2 separate regions of the Sus scrofa genome follow, and region 2 is linked to region 1. The links are chromatin contacts, called in public Hi-C maps. All regions are on one chromosome and are shown on one strand. The core of a region is the stretch at or near the end of the contact, and the rest is flanking DNA. Distances in the headings are between cores, read along the strand shown. Region 1 has its middle 15 kb from the start of SSTR5. Region 2 holds the start of LMF1 (lipase maturation factor 1).

Region 1 (6,910 bases), core at 1,661-4,160:
TGACCTGCCCTCCTCCCTGGGGACCTCGTCGGACCAAGCAACCCTGTGGGTTCACACGGCGGCCCTGCCATGCTGGTGGGCATGACCACCAGGGCCCATTCTTGGCACCGGCCACAGCCCGCAGGCTGGCCACAGGGAGCCTCGCTTCTGCTGCCACAGGGCTGAGCACCCTCAATGCCAATCTCGGCCCAGAGCCCCCCGCAAGGCCAAGCAAATGAGGGTGAGGCCCCCCGTACCACTGGGACCAGCCTTGGCAGGCGAGGCTGGGCTCCGGGGGGCACACCTGCTCTGGGGAGGCTGGGGGGCTTCCGGGCCTGCAGCTGTTCATCCCCTGGACAGGCATGGCCTCCACAGCAACAGCTGGGCCGGAGGCTCGAGAGCCAGGAGAGCCGAGCCCAGGCTGCCCCCGCCTGGGGATCGGTTACAGAGGCTGACGGTGCCCAGGGCCGACAGGAGGGGCGGGGAGAGCCCAGGGCTGAGCCTGCCCATCCCCCCCACTCCTGGGTAGGAGGCCACAGGGACAGGGCTGTCCCCCCCGCCCCAAGCCCAGGGGTCCTGCCGCTCACTGGAAACTGTCCCTTGGCCTCCTCTGGTCTGGGCCTGAACCTCTGCCCAGCGGCCGTCCCCCACAGCCCCCCCCCAGCCAGATGCAGGACAACCCCTCCCACTGACCCTCTGGCCAGCACAGAGCACCCCCAGGAGCTGCCCCCACCCCTTCCCAAAGCTAACGGCCACCAGCTAGCATCCTGGGGGCAAGATGGAGACTGTGCAGCCTGGCTGAGGGACATGGTGGGGGCCGGGGCTGGGGGCCGAGGGGGCTCCCCCTCACCCCCCCACACAGCCAGGGCTCGTCAGTGCCCTGGGCGTCAGGGGTGCCGATGCTGTGAAGCAGTGACCACGAGTCACTCCCTGGGGTGCCTGTCTCACTTCCCACCCCTGAGGTTTGGGGGTCAGGACAGCACCGCGCCCGGAGCAGGGAGCAGCAGCCTCACCCAGGCCTGGTGGCACCCCAGACTTCACACGCTGGCCAAGGGGCTCCACTGGGATGGCCCCTCCTCTGCTGGCCACGCGGGCCCTGAGGTCCCATGGGCCAGGCCCCCTCCGGCCCCCTCCTTCTGGTGGGAGGCAGTGGCCGTGCTCAGGCTCTTGCTGCGAAGTCTCCGTTACTCTTTCTGCAGACACCTAAGTCTGCAGACCCCTCAAGGTCCACTCCGGGGGGGACACGTCTACTCCTGCAAGGCCCAGGGTCTGCACGGCCTGGCCTGCCAGGAGCCCCGGGCATCTCGGGGACGTTGGGGCTGTCTGCCGTCCCGCCTGGCCGAGGTCCCTGACAGCCAGTTCAGCAAAGGACAGGCCAACCAGCGGGGCCAAGGACTCCCTGGCCTGGCCAAGTGGGACCGGTTTTGGGATTTGGGGATTTTGAACCAGCTGCTGTGGCAGGTGTGGCCGGCCGGGCTGAGCCGAGTCCACCAGCCGCTGGGAGGGTTGCCAGCCAGCTGCTGGAGGGTGTGGGGCGGCCGGGCTGGCCCCTTGCCTGAACAGCAAAGCCAGCAGAGGGTGGCCAGGGCTGGGGGCGGCAGGGGGGCCCTGCACCCCACGTGCTTCACCACTGCCCCTGCCAGAGGGGAGACCACAGCCCAGCTCCTCTGGGCCCTACGGCCAGCCAGGGCGGTTGGCCAGCCCCGGGTCTTGGCCTGAAACCCCGAGTTCTTGGTCCAACGTGGGAAATCCTCGCCATCAATCAGGGCAGAGACTCAGCAAGGACACCCCCAGTCCTGTCTCAGCCTCGGCAGGATGGCCCCCATGGCTTTGTGTCTGCAGTGTTCGCGAGCTGCTCGCGCCCCCCAGTGGCGGGTGCCAGCTTTGTTCTGGGTGATGCACAGAAGCTGATCGGGAGCCACCGGGTGGCGCTGTGCTGTGGTTCACCGAAGGCACAGGATCTCTTTGTCGGCAACTTTAGGGGGCTGGGGTAGAGGAGGGGACTGAGCAAGGGCCGCCTCGGGTTGCGATCCTCAAATTAGACAAGGGCCTCCGTGCCAGCAGGAAGCCTGAGAAGGGTGGGGGCTTAGGAGTGAGTCCCAGGGGCACCCTTGGGCCTTGGGGCAGCTGTGCCGGGTGACTGGGCACCAGCCTGCCGCAAACAGAAATGGCCAGCACCTGCATGAGGGGCCGCAGCCTGGTCATGGACCCGGGGGCACAGCCCCCCAGGCAGGTGCCTCAGGACTGGGCAGAAGTGTGAACTTCTGGAGGAGTCCCTGCTCCCTATCCTGTTCTGTCCGTGTCGGCCACAGCACCCTGAAGCCTGGGGCACTGATCCCCGAGGGAAGGGCTCCGCGTGCAGGCTGTCTGGCAGGGAAGCACGGGGAGGGGGTAAGCAACCCAGGGCCAGGGACCCAGCACAGGCTGGGGCAGGGCTCTCCTGGAAACTTCTGGTGACGCGGACAAGAAGGACAGCAATTATGACCCCCGTGTTGTTGAAGATGTTGAGGCTCAGAGAGGTTGAATGACCAGCTGAGGCCACACAGCTGACCTGCGAGGAACCAGTCCGGGCCTGGATGACACTAGGGCATGGTCGGGGGAGGTGCTGGGGGGCAGGGGCCTTGGGGGACCCGAAGGTGGGGACTATTGGGCACGGGCAGGGTGTGGGGCGGAGGAAAGGACTTCGGGAATTCCGGCTCTGGTCACCGCGCCCCCTGCCCCCAGCCTCGGGAAACGTCGCGGCCGCCCCTCCCTCCCCGCCCCCCTCCGCGGCAGCTCAGGCCACGCCCCCACGGAGCCCGCCCCGCCCGCAGGGACGGAGGCGCCCACCAGATGGCGCCAGAGTCCGGCCGATGCGCCAAACCGGCGCCCGACCTCGACCCACTGAGCCGCGTTTCCTGGGTCCGAGCCCGGCCGGGGAGGGGCAGCCTCTGCCTGGGGACCCCGTGGCGCAGGGACGCCGTCCTGGCTTAGGACTGTCGAGTCGGGACTGCCTCTTCCCAGGAACTGCTGCGGGAGGAGAGGTGGGCCCGGCGTCCTGGCCGCCCTGCCCGCCGCTCCCCTTCCTGCCCCTTCCCCTGCCCCCGCCGTGGGTCGGTCGGTGGGTGGGTGGAGTCCAGGAAGGGGGGAGGGGTTGGGAGGAAGGGGAGAGCGGGGCGGGGTCCAGCACAGAGGGAGGGGACACAGCAGGAGACCTGGAGGTCCCAGGAAGGTCCCCTCTGGGGGAGCAGTGGCGGAGAAGGCACTGCGGCGGACCTGGGAACAGTTGAGGGCTGCGAGGGAGGGGATGCGGGGGTCCTCGACCCCTCTGTCCAACCCCCTTCCCTCCCCCTTCTCTGCGCCACTTCAGCTCCGACCAGGTCCCTCCCCCACCCCATTTCCTCACGGCTGTGTTGAGAGCCCCTAATTTGTCCTCGCCTAATGCCTTAATTGGTCTTTTCAGCCAATTTTCACAGGGTCCATTTGATGCTCCCCGGATCCACGTGGAAGCACAGGGAGGGCCTCCGCCCATTGAACATTTCCTACTGAGGCCGGGGGTCGCATGGTCCTGGGAGGGGGTCCCCATCAGGGGGCCTTGCTGGGTCGGGCATCTTATGCCTGCGTCTCACCCACGTCGTCCCCGTAGGGTTCATTTTCATTGTCCTTCCTGTTCCCTTCCACAGACAAGGAAGCAGGCCTCCAAGGTGACCAGTGGCCTGGATCCACCGCTGGTGGGGGCAGAGCCAGGGCCCCGCCGTACCCCCACTCAGGCTGCGGGATCCGGTGTTGGGGGACACACTGGGAGGCCTGGCGGGGATGGTGGCGGGGATGGTGGGGTTTGCTGACGGCACCTGTGAGTTGGGGCAGCGCACGGGAGGACTTTTCTCCTGAAAAAAAACCCCACAAGTTCTGATGATGCGGGGCAGGTGTTCTCGGAAAGCAGCAGAGGCTGAGCGAGACCCCCTCCCCCGGCTTAGACTGGGCGGCAGGAGGTGTTTGAGGAGGGGGCTGGATGCTGTGATGAGGTGGGCGGGGCACCCGTCCCCTCCCCCCGCGATCCCACTAAGACGGCGGCGCTAGGCTGTTCATTTTCGTGCCGACCTATTAATGGTTTTTTCTCTAACGGAGGTTTCTGCCTCCAAATGCCGTTAGACCCTCAAGTGGAAATGGAACGAAGTAAGCTGGTGAATCACTGCAATTCGAACACCCGGTGAGCGAAATGGGTTTTTTAATTGAGGTGAAAGTCGGTGGATGCTGCGCCTCCCAGTGGGAAATTGACTCCAGCGAACTCGGAAGGCACAGACCCAGGCACCCACCGGCACGCGGCAGCACAAAGGTGATGTCCTGCAGGGCTCGGGTGGGGGGAGTGGGGAAGGCGCCCCTCTCCCTGATCTGAGGTCGCAGCCCTTCCTCCCCCCGGGGGGAGCTAGGGTCTCTGCGGGGGACCAGAGGCCAGGGAGGTACAGGGGTTACCCTGGGACCAGGGGCGCCCCAGGTGGGGGGTCATGAGGGAGAAGGGGACAGAGAACCTGCAAGAGTGGAGCTTGTCCAGTGACCTGGGGCCACCAGGACAGGTGACCCCAAACGTGGTGACTTAGAGCAACAGGAGTCCGTTCTCCCCGTCTGGGGCCACAAGTCCAAGGCCAGGGCCACGCTCCCCTCTGAGGTTCCAAGGAGGGTCGTTCCTGCCTCTTCCGGCTCCAGGGGCTCCGGGTGGCCCTGGACTTCAGCCACGTCACTCCCATCTCTGCCTCCGTCTTCACGTGGCTTCTCCTTTGTGTCTCTCCTTCTGTCTTTTGTAAGGACACCCTCATTGTCCAGAATGACGTCCTCTCAAGACCTGTCGCTTAATTCCATCTGCAGAGACCATATTTCAAATAAGGTCACATTCTGGGGTTCTGGGTGGATGTGAATTTTGGAGAGACCCCCACCATGACCCCAGAGCTCCAAGGAGTGGGGCTTCCAGGAGGAGGTGGCAGGGCTCTGCTGCCAAGACGGCTGACGTGGGGGTTGGGAGGGACATGGCGTACAATTAGGCTGTGATGGTGTCTGTGCGACTATAAATATAACGTGCATTGATTGTGTGGGTTTTTAATTTTCCTTTGTATTTTTTAGGGCTGCACCTGTGGCCAATGTAGGTTCCCAGGCCAGGGGTTGAGTCAGAGCTATAGCTGCTGGCCTCCACCACAGGGACAGCAACGCAGGATCCGAGCCACGTCTGTGACCTACACCAGAGCTCACGGCAACGCTGGATCCTTAGCCCATTGAGCGAGGCCAGGGATCGAACCCACCTCCTCATGAATGCTAGTCAGACTTGTTTCCTCTGAGCTACAATGGGTACTCCTTGTTTTTTGCTCTTTTTTTAAGGCAGCTGACGGACATCTTTCTTGGGTTCGGGGACCAGCATTCTTTGGGGAGAACCATCTGACACTAGCTAGGACCTTGGTGTCTGCCCGGTTCCATACCAGGCCAGGTGCCAGGGTAGGATGGGCCCAGGACAGCTTCCAGACAGCAGTTTGCCACAGGGACGCTACTAAACAGCCCCCTGCCAGGCCTGTGCCAGGAGATGGGGGCAGACCACCTGGGCTCGGGTGGGCACCGTTTGGGATTTTTGTTTGTTTGTTTGCTTTGTTTTGTTTTGCTTTTTAAGGCTGCACCTGCGGCATATAGAAGTTCCCAGGCTAGGGGTCGAATCGGAGCTGTAGCCGCTGGCCTACACCACAGCCATAGCCATGTGGGATCCCAGCCACATCTGCAGTCTATACCACAGCTCATGGCCACGCCAGATCCTTAACCTACTGAGCAAGGCCAGGGATCGAACTGGCAACCTCATGGTTCCTAGCCAGATTCATTTTCACTGTACCACAAGGGGAACTCCGGGAATGTATTTTTTTAGTTTTTAGGGCCACACCTGCAGCTTATAGAATTTCCCAGGCCAGCATCAAATCAGCTGCAGCTGCCGGCCTGCACCACAGCAATTCAGGATCCGAGCTGCATCTGCGACCTACACCACAGTTCATGGTGACGCCAGATCTTTAACCCACTGAGCAAGGCCCGGGATTGAACCCTCATCCTCATAGATATTAGTTGGGTCCTTACCACTGAGCCACAATGGGAACTTCCAGGGAATTTAAATGCTACCCATTTTGTCTCTAAAAGGGCAGGGGGCTTAGCCCAACCAGGAGGTCCTCCAGCAGGCGGGTGGATGAATAAGCCAGATCATCCACACAGTGGATTACGATTCAGCACCAAAAAGAAATGAGCTCCAGAGCCACAAAAAGACACCGAGGAACCACAAAAGCGTATTAAGAGAGAAAAGCCAGGAGTTCTCATTGTGGCACAGTGGTTAACGAATCCGATTAGGAACCATGAGGCTGCAGGTTTGATCCCTGGCCTCGCTTAGTGGGTGAAGGATCCGGCGTGGCTGTGGCAGCTGTAGCTCCGATTTGCTGGGAACCTGGGAACCTCCATATGCCTCAGGTGCGGCCCTAAAAAGCCAAAAAAAAAAAAAAAAAAACCCACAAAAAAACAAAAAAAGGATCCAGGGTTTCCACAGCTGCCGCTTGGATGTAATCACTGGCGGGGAACTTCCATAGGCTGCGGGTGTGGCCGTGAACAAAGACACAGAGGCTGCTCCTGCGTTTCAGGCTGTGGCCAGGCCATGGGCGGGCTGGCTATGGAGGTGTTGATGGGAGCCGGTCCCCACGGCTCTGTCTGGCCCTCCAGCCACCCAGACCCCAGCTTCCCTGAGACCCCTCCTAAGGGCCAGGCTGCGTGTCCATCCCGCCTGTTTATTGGACCCAGAACCCGCAGCCCATGACTGCCCCAATCCCCACGTCACCGTGGCATCCGCTGGTGGAGTGCATCGTAGCCATCGGAATTCAGTCACACTCGATTGCAGCACCTCCGGGCCAGTAGCACAGGCAGGTAGGACGGGGCGTGGGGGGCACTG
Region 2 (6,910 bases), core at 2,057-4,556, 67 kb before region 1:
TCACAGGATCTCAGAGCTAAACCAAACCAACAACCTCAGAAAGGCTCAGTCAGCCCCCGCCCCACTGGAGGAAAGAGTCACCCCCCCACAAAGCCCCCTACCCCACCGGCTCTAGGGAGGAAGGAGACAGGCCCAGGCATGAGACTCTAGCTGCTTCCTGACCTAGGAGAGGGGACCAAGGCCACCCAACCTGCATCATCAAGGAGGTCTGCAAAGATTTCCTTAAAAAAAAAAAAAAAATTGGGTTTTCTCTCCCCTTCGGATAAAGGGCTATAAACTAAATCAGAATCACCTCTGCGATGTCCCTGTCCACCGGGCGGTTCCATTGAATGTGGTGAAATTCTGGACCTGGGCACAATAAGCCCCAGTGCGTCCTCTCTGCAGGCGTGTGCTGCAGGGAGCGCAGAGAGAGCAGTGCTTGTGTCTTCAACAAACAGGGAGCACTTTAGAGACGCCTGCAAATCTAAGCAGCCCTGGAGGGGCCTGGAGGGAAGACGGAGAACTAACTGCACGAGAACTCTCAGAAGCGCTGAAAGCTCAGAACGACAAAAAAAGAAGCGGGAGTCCAGCACTCTTGTGGCTCCATTTGTCCTCACATTTTCCAAAGAAAAGCTAAGAGTTCAGCAAATGCGGGTGCGGGACTGCGGACGGGCCGCCAGGCTGGGCCTCCAGACCCAGGTGAGCCTTGTGACGGGGAGCGGGACGAGCTGCAGCTGTGGGAGCTTCGCCTCCGCCGCTGTGATGGCTGCTGTGACCGGCAGCGGGCAGATCCGCTCCACCAGCAGCAGGACCACCCGCCCGACGCTGCAGAGCCTCGGCTCCGAGGGGCGGCCTTCACGATGAACCGTGAACACAGGCCAAGCCTCTCAGAGCCCTCTGAGCGCTCCGGCAAAGGTGTGGAACCAGAGGGGGCCCGGGCCCTGATGGACGGCTGGTCGCTCAGAAGCACAGGGGATGCCAGGACCGAGGGGGGGGGGGTCTGCGCGGACGCCGGGCACTTGGCGTCAGAAGGAGCGCGTCCCCTCGAGCAGTGTCTGGACCGTCAGAGGATTCATCGGTGTGCGAAAAAACCCACGCGCGCGGTCGAGGTCAGAGGCATGTGAGCAGGAGAAATCAGAGTGTTTCCCTTCGGTCACCCGCCAGGGAGCAGGAGTCAGGCCGTATAAGACTCCTGGACGCCACCGAGCTCCGAAGAAGCACAGGCCCGGGCGACTTCTGTGCGACCGAGAAGGACACAGACAGTTCACCTTCTCCACGCTCTTTGCTAGAAAGCGGACTGGGTGCGCACGCTTTAAAGAGAGAACAACCCCCAAATAAGAAAGGAGATCCAAGGAATTAGGACTTCAATGACAGAGGACCAGAGGCCTCTCGGGTGGGCAGTCTGCGCCGTCAGTGTCACGGCCAGGGTGCCGATGGGGGGGGGGGGAACACAGTTGGAAAAGTATCCCGTGGTGACACGGAGTATTGATAAAGGCCGCAGAAAGGCAAGGAAATTTATGGAAGGGGAGCTGCTCCCAGGTGACAAAGGATGGAGGTATGAAAACCGTCCCTGGATGCAAGGAGCTCCCAGGGCGACACCAGACAGGCTCCTGGCTTAGGAACTGTTAGCTGTGCAGACGCCTGTTGTCCAGCCTGGCAGTCCCAGAGAACAAGTGTACCAACGTCAGGGAAAGGTGCCCAGAGCCCATGGCATTGTGGGATTTCCCCGGGAGTTAAGGGGCTCAGAGGGAGTCTGCGGTGAGACCCACAACTCTCCAGAAAGAGATCAAGGCAGGATGACTGCCTCCTTGCCCGGGTCATCTCAGCCAGAGACCCTCTCCGCCCGGAAGATGCGAAAAACTGGTTTCTTCGAGCGGCTGAACCCCACCCTACCGCCCCGCCACCCCCAATAGAGAGAAGCCAGGGGAAAAAACCCATCTGCCAGGGCAAATCATTCTGTACTCAGCACCAGGCTTAAAATATCTGCTCGCCCCGGTGGCTGGAAACGGTTCCCTTCTGAATTGAAGGGCGAATCCCTGTGGAGATCAAAGGCAGCCCCACTCCCTGGAAAGCCGAGCAGGGTTTTAAGCGGCGCTCTCTGCGAGCGGAGCCACCCACCGGGGTTTTTCCACTGTTACGGCGACGGTTTAAGGGACTATTAAAGTCTCGCAGATTAACTTTGCCTTGACTCCATCTTTCGCAAAATGACAGCTCAAACGTTTGGAATGATTATTCAATCCCGTGGAGACTAAAGCAATACCGGCAAGAACTATTTTTTATGGTAACTTAGAGCGCACGGGAGGCGGGGCTGAACCCCCCCATCCCTGCCCGCCGCCGCACGCGGCGGCCCTCGAAGGGCTCGCAGGACCCCCCGGCCCCACCCCGGGACCTGGCCCCGCGGAGCCCTCTCAGTGTTTGCTGAAGGCCGCTGTGCAAAGAGCTGCATGTCCCCCCCTTCTAACGCCGGCTCGAAGAGCTGCATGTCCACCCCTTCCAACGCGTCGGAAACGAAGCCGGCTCGCCGCGCCGGGGACCAGCGCCCTCTGGACCCTCCGGAAGGGGGACTTGCCCGCTGGCCCCAGATCACTCCTGCCGTGGACTGTCCCCCACCCCCACGGCCCCCGCAAGGCCACGTTCCTCTGAGAAGCCCGGCTGGGCTTCAGACGCCCTGCTCGGCTTCGGGCGTTTGCACCCGTCCGGGCGTGGGGACCAGGGCGGGCGTGTGTATTTCGCGCTGGGGGGCACCCGGGGGTCCAGCCTTGTGGTCGAGGAGACCCGGGAGGCAGGGGGGCCGGGGCTGGCCGCGAGGCTCTGCCCGGTCAAACCCGGCTAGCGCCCACCTCGCAGGTGAGTCCGCACCTGCTGCTCGTGCCTCAAAGCTGCCGAGCCGCGGGGAGGCCGCAGGCGCCGCAGACCGTGGAACTGCAGGCGGCAGAGCGGAGCCGCTGCCCCACGGACGCCCGGTCGGCGTGGGCGCCCCCGGTCCCGGCAGGGGGGAGGGGCGCGCGGCCGGGGCTCGGCGGGGAGCCCGCGGGGGGACGGCCTGTGGGGGCGGGGCGCGTGGAGGGGCACCATCGGGCAGGCCCCGCGGACTCACAGTAAACGAAAGCGAGGGCCTTCAGGAGCACGACCCTGGTGAGCCAGAAGGTGCCCGCGCGGAAGCGGGCCGGGCAGCTCATGGGGTCGCGCCCCGGCGGAGACGCGGGCTCCGGGCCCGCGGCCGCGGCCTTCCGCCGCCTCAGGGGATCCTCGGACGCCGCCATCGCCGGGCCCTCAGAACGCATGCGCGGGGGACGCCGCGCGCCGATCGCTCCGCCCCCGCCGAGAGGCCCCGCCCACAACTGGAGGTTCACGTGCGCCGCGGCCAGCCGCGCGCACGCTCGGGGGCGCTGCTGCTGCGGGGGTCGGGGGCTTCGCGCCTGAAAGACTGGCGGCGCCGCTGCGGGAGCCGGGTTGACCGCGTCGCTCCTTCACTCACTCGTTCATTGAATAAGCCGAGGTTGCAGAGGTCCCCAGTGCACGCCCCTACCCAGGAGCTCGCCCTCCTGGACTCTCACTCTAGGGAGGGCGGGAGGCACTGAATTCAGAGGCAGAAACGCAATGTGAAGGAGGCTCTTGGAAAGCATGTGTCTGACGATGTGATATGCATCCAGGGAGGCTGAGATGAGGGCAGCCAAGAACCCTGGAGGCTACCGTGCTCCCTCTGCATGCCCTGGCTGTGTGTGGAACTCACATTCGCGCAGAGGAAAGGCCGAGCAGGATTCACCACCCCAGGATTCCAGGCTGCCTCTGCCTGCATTGAGAAGGAGGAGTGGGTGGGCAGTTGCCTCGAAGGGGTCCCTTCCCAGCTCCCCACTTCTGCTATCTGAGGAGGATGCTGGGGTGGTGGCTCCACAGCTAGTGACAGACAGTTCAGGCAGCACCTGGGTCCTAATATTCAGACCCTTCAGCTCTCTTCCCCACCCCCACCCCCACCCCCGAAGTTTCTGCACAGGGCAACCAAGTCCCCTTAGCACTTCTCCTGGCTCTCGAGACTGGACCTCTAGCCAAGGGGGGAAAGTGGCTGGCTGAGGATTCAGAGGAGGGAAGCCCTTACTGACCAGTGAATCACCCAACAGAACCCCAGGAAGCCTCCAGCAACTCTACATTCTGAGGATACGGGACAGGTGTCATTCAGCGGGTGGAGTGCTAGGCAATCTTCAGAGGAAAGAAGAGGTGTGGGGAGTTCCTGTCGTGGCGCAGTGGAAAGAATCCGACTAGGAACCATGAGGTTGCAGGTTTGATACCTGGCCTCGCCCGGTGGGTTAAGGATCTGGCATGGCTGTGGCTGTGGTGGAGGCTGGCAGCTGTAGCTCCGATTCAACCCCTAGCCTGGGAATCTCCATATGCTGCTAGTGTGGCCCTAAAAAGCAAAAAAAAAAAAAAAAAAAAAAAAGAAAGAAAGAAAGAAAGAAAGAAAGAAAGAAAGAAAGGTGTGTGAGAGAGTAGGCATTAGCGCCTTCAGAGTTTGGGGTAAACTGTGGAGTACTTGGAAGGAAATGATTGCAGTAGGTGTGGATTTTTCCTTATTCATTTGTAAAAACTCTTAACGTGTTAAAGATCCTTTTCTTGTGTGTCTACTGTGAATTTTTGTCCTGGGTTTTTTGTTTTCACATCTTGTTCCTAGTGTTTGATGTATAAATGATCGATATTTACATAGTCAAATAATCAGGCTTTCTCGGTTGTTTAATTATCTCTTCACCGTCTGTATTGTGAGCTCCATAAGGGCAAGAACTGGCTCTGGACAAGGGATCTCCCGAATTAGTCCAGACTAGACACTTCTGGAACCTCTCTGCAGCCTCCAGCTGCTGCTCCCCACCCCCAGTGTTGGGGTAATAGCATCTACGTGCATCTTAGTGATTTTTTTTTTGTTTTGTTTGTTTGTTTGTTTTGCCAAGACCACAGCATGCATAAGTTCCCAAGCCACGGATCAAACCCAAGCCACAGCAGTGATCATGCCAGGTCCTCAACCCACTAGGCCACCAGGGAACTCCTACAATGTGATTTTTTAAAAAAACCTTCCTTTTCTTGTCCATGAAAAACCCTTCCTTGGGACCCCACCTGAGAAGTGGGACCTGGAAGACAGATTTTCCATGGAGGGTACAAACGTCTTTTGCATCCTGAAGAGCCCCCCGCAGGGAAGCGTGAGCCTGAGGGGGAGTGGAGGAACACCTAGCCCCGGCCGGAGTCCTGCTTCCAGGTCCTTCCACACGAACCCACAACCTGCCCCTCCCCTCCCCCACCCCGGCCAGTTGTCCAGGTGCCGAGTCCCAGATGAGCCCGCACAGCCGTCTGGGGGGAGCACGGAGAATCCGGCCAAGCCCGCCCGAGCTCCCCTGGGTCCCTGCCCGGATGTGGGAGCGGAGCAGGGGACAGAGGCGAGGAGGGACGGCTCCACTGTCAGGTGTGACCCTGGATGCTGCTTTTCAGGTGGGGACAGTTCTCACAAAGGGCCCTTTGTCCTCAGCTTCCCCTGGCCAGGGCTGCATTGTTCCCCCTGAGACGTGTACAATGGGACATTGTGCGGAGCAGAAAGGGGCCCCTTGTCCAGCCTCCAGCTCACTGGGCTCTGGGCTCCCTCCCCGGGTTTGCCCAGGGTGGGCAAGGCCATCGGAGAGGTCTGCCGGGAGCTCATATTCTCATGTCTCTTCCTGGGAGCTGACCGCAGAGGTCCAGTCTATCTCAGGGTCTAGAACCTTCCAGGGAGTGAACCCCATGGAGCAGGGCTTGGCTGAGGAAAGGCTGGCCCGGGGCCCAGTTCTTGCCTGTTTCTGCCTGAATTTAATCAAGTGTCCACAGGTGTATCACAGCCATAAAAAGGAGTAAAGCATTTATACGCCTGCAGCAGAGACGAGCCTTGAAAATACCGTGCTCGGGGAGAAGCCGGGCATACAAAGCCACATACTGTATGCTTCCGTTTACATGGAACGTCCAGAATAAGCAAATCCACGGTGGCAGAGCTTCGATCAGTGGTTCCCAGGAGCTGGGGGAGGGAGACAAGGAGCGACTGCTGACAGGGAAAAGATTTCTGTGTGGAGGGACCAAAATACTGTCAAACTGGATAGCAGCGATGCTCACACATGCTGAATGTATGAAATGCTACTGAATTGTACGCCTAAAAATACTTAATTTGGGACCTCCCCCTATGGTGCAGTGGGTTAAGAGACGGCATTGATACAGCTGTGGCATAGGTTGCAGCTGCAGCCCAGATTCAATCCCTGGCTGGAGAACTTCCATATGCCACAGGCATGGCAACAAAACAAAACAAAAACAAAAACAAAAACACCCCCACGGAGTTCCCATCATGGCCCAGGAGAAATGAATCTGACGAGCATCCATGAGGACGCAGGTTCGATCCCTGGCCTCGCTCCGTGGGTTAAGGATCCAGCGTTGCTGTGAGCTGTGGTGTAGGTCACAGATACGGCTGGGATCCCATGTTGCTGTGGTTGTGGGGTAGGCCAGCAGCTACACCTCCTATTCAACCTCTAGCCTGGGAACCTCCATATTGCCTCGGGTGTGGCCCTAAAAAGACAAAAGCGAAAAAAAAAAGGAAACCCAGTTAATTTTATGCTATGTGAATTTCACCAAAAATTATATTTTTAAATTCTGCTCTGGTCATTGTTTCAGAATCACTTAAGACGGCACTGCTTTTAGCTGTCAGGATAGCTCATGTCATTTATGCCAACCATATTTTCATCTGTATTAAGGAGCATCTGACACTTTTAAATAATGTTTAGCTATGGGTACATTGTATGCCCCACGAAGCTGCCCTACTCAAAACCAAACCTTTCCTGCAAACCCCGCGCTGTAGGGCTTGGGGCCTGGTGTATGCAGGGCACTGAAATGCTTTCCTTGGGCCCCACAGCTCAGCACCTGCAAAAGCCACAGGCCC

What was found. Hi-C and Micro-C count contacts between places; a contact is called where the count stands out from the background.
Region 2: a contact with region 1 is called in a Hi-C map of retroperitoneal adipose tissue, with 2.0 times the contacts expected there. The contact joins the promoter of LMF1 here to the enhancer-like site in region 1. A contact is called at or near these places in 1 of 5 promoter capture datasets (fetal skeletal muscle), 10 of 47 Hi-C or Micro-C datasets (embryonic fibroblasts, fetal heart ventricle, fetal skeletal muscle and 6 more) and 1 of 2 datasets of contacts at active chromatin or transcription factors (skeletal muscle).

What each region holds. Positions count from the first base shown.
Region 1 is chr3:40,769,866-40,776,775 of Sscrofa11.1, reverse strand. No RefSeq gene overlaps it. Among named protein-coding and RNA genes, the nearest start is that of SSTR5, 15 kb to the right of the region's middle. Within about 2 kb of position 2,910, at least 16 of the 83 cell types and tissues checked have an H3K27ac peak or open chromatin away from gene starts, as enhancers often do. A contact at or near this core is called in retroperitoneal adipose tissue and subcutaneous adipose tissue, where this site is marked.
Region 2 is chr3:40,837,638-40,844,547 of Sscrofa11.1, reverse strand. LMF1 (lipase maturation factor 1) reads right to left here and starts at 3,306. Exons shown (of 11, transcript XM_021086874.1): 1 at 3,077-3,306. The coding sequence starts at 3,263.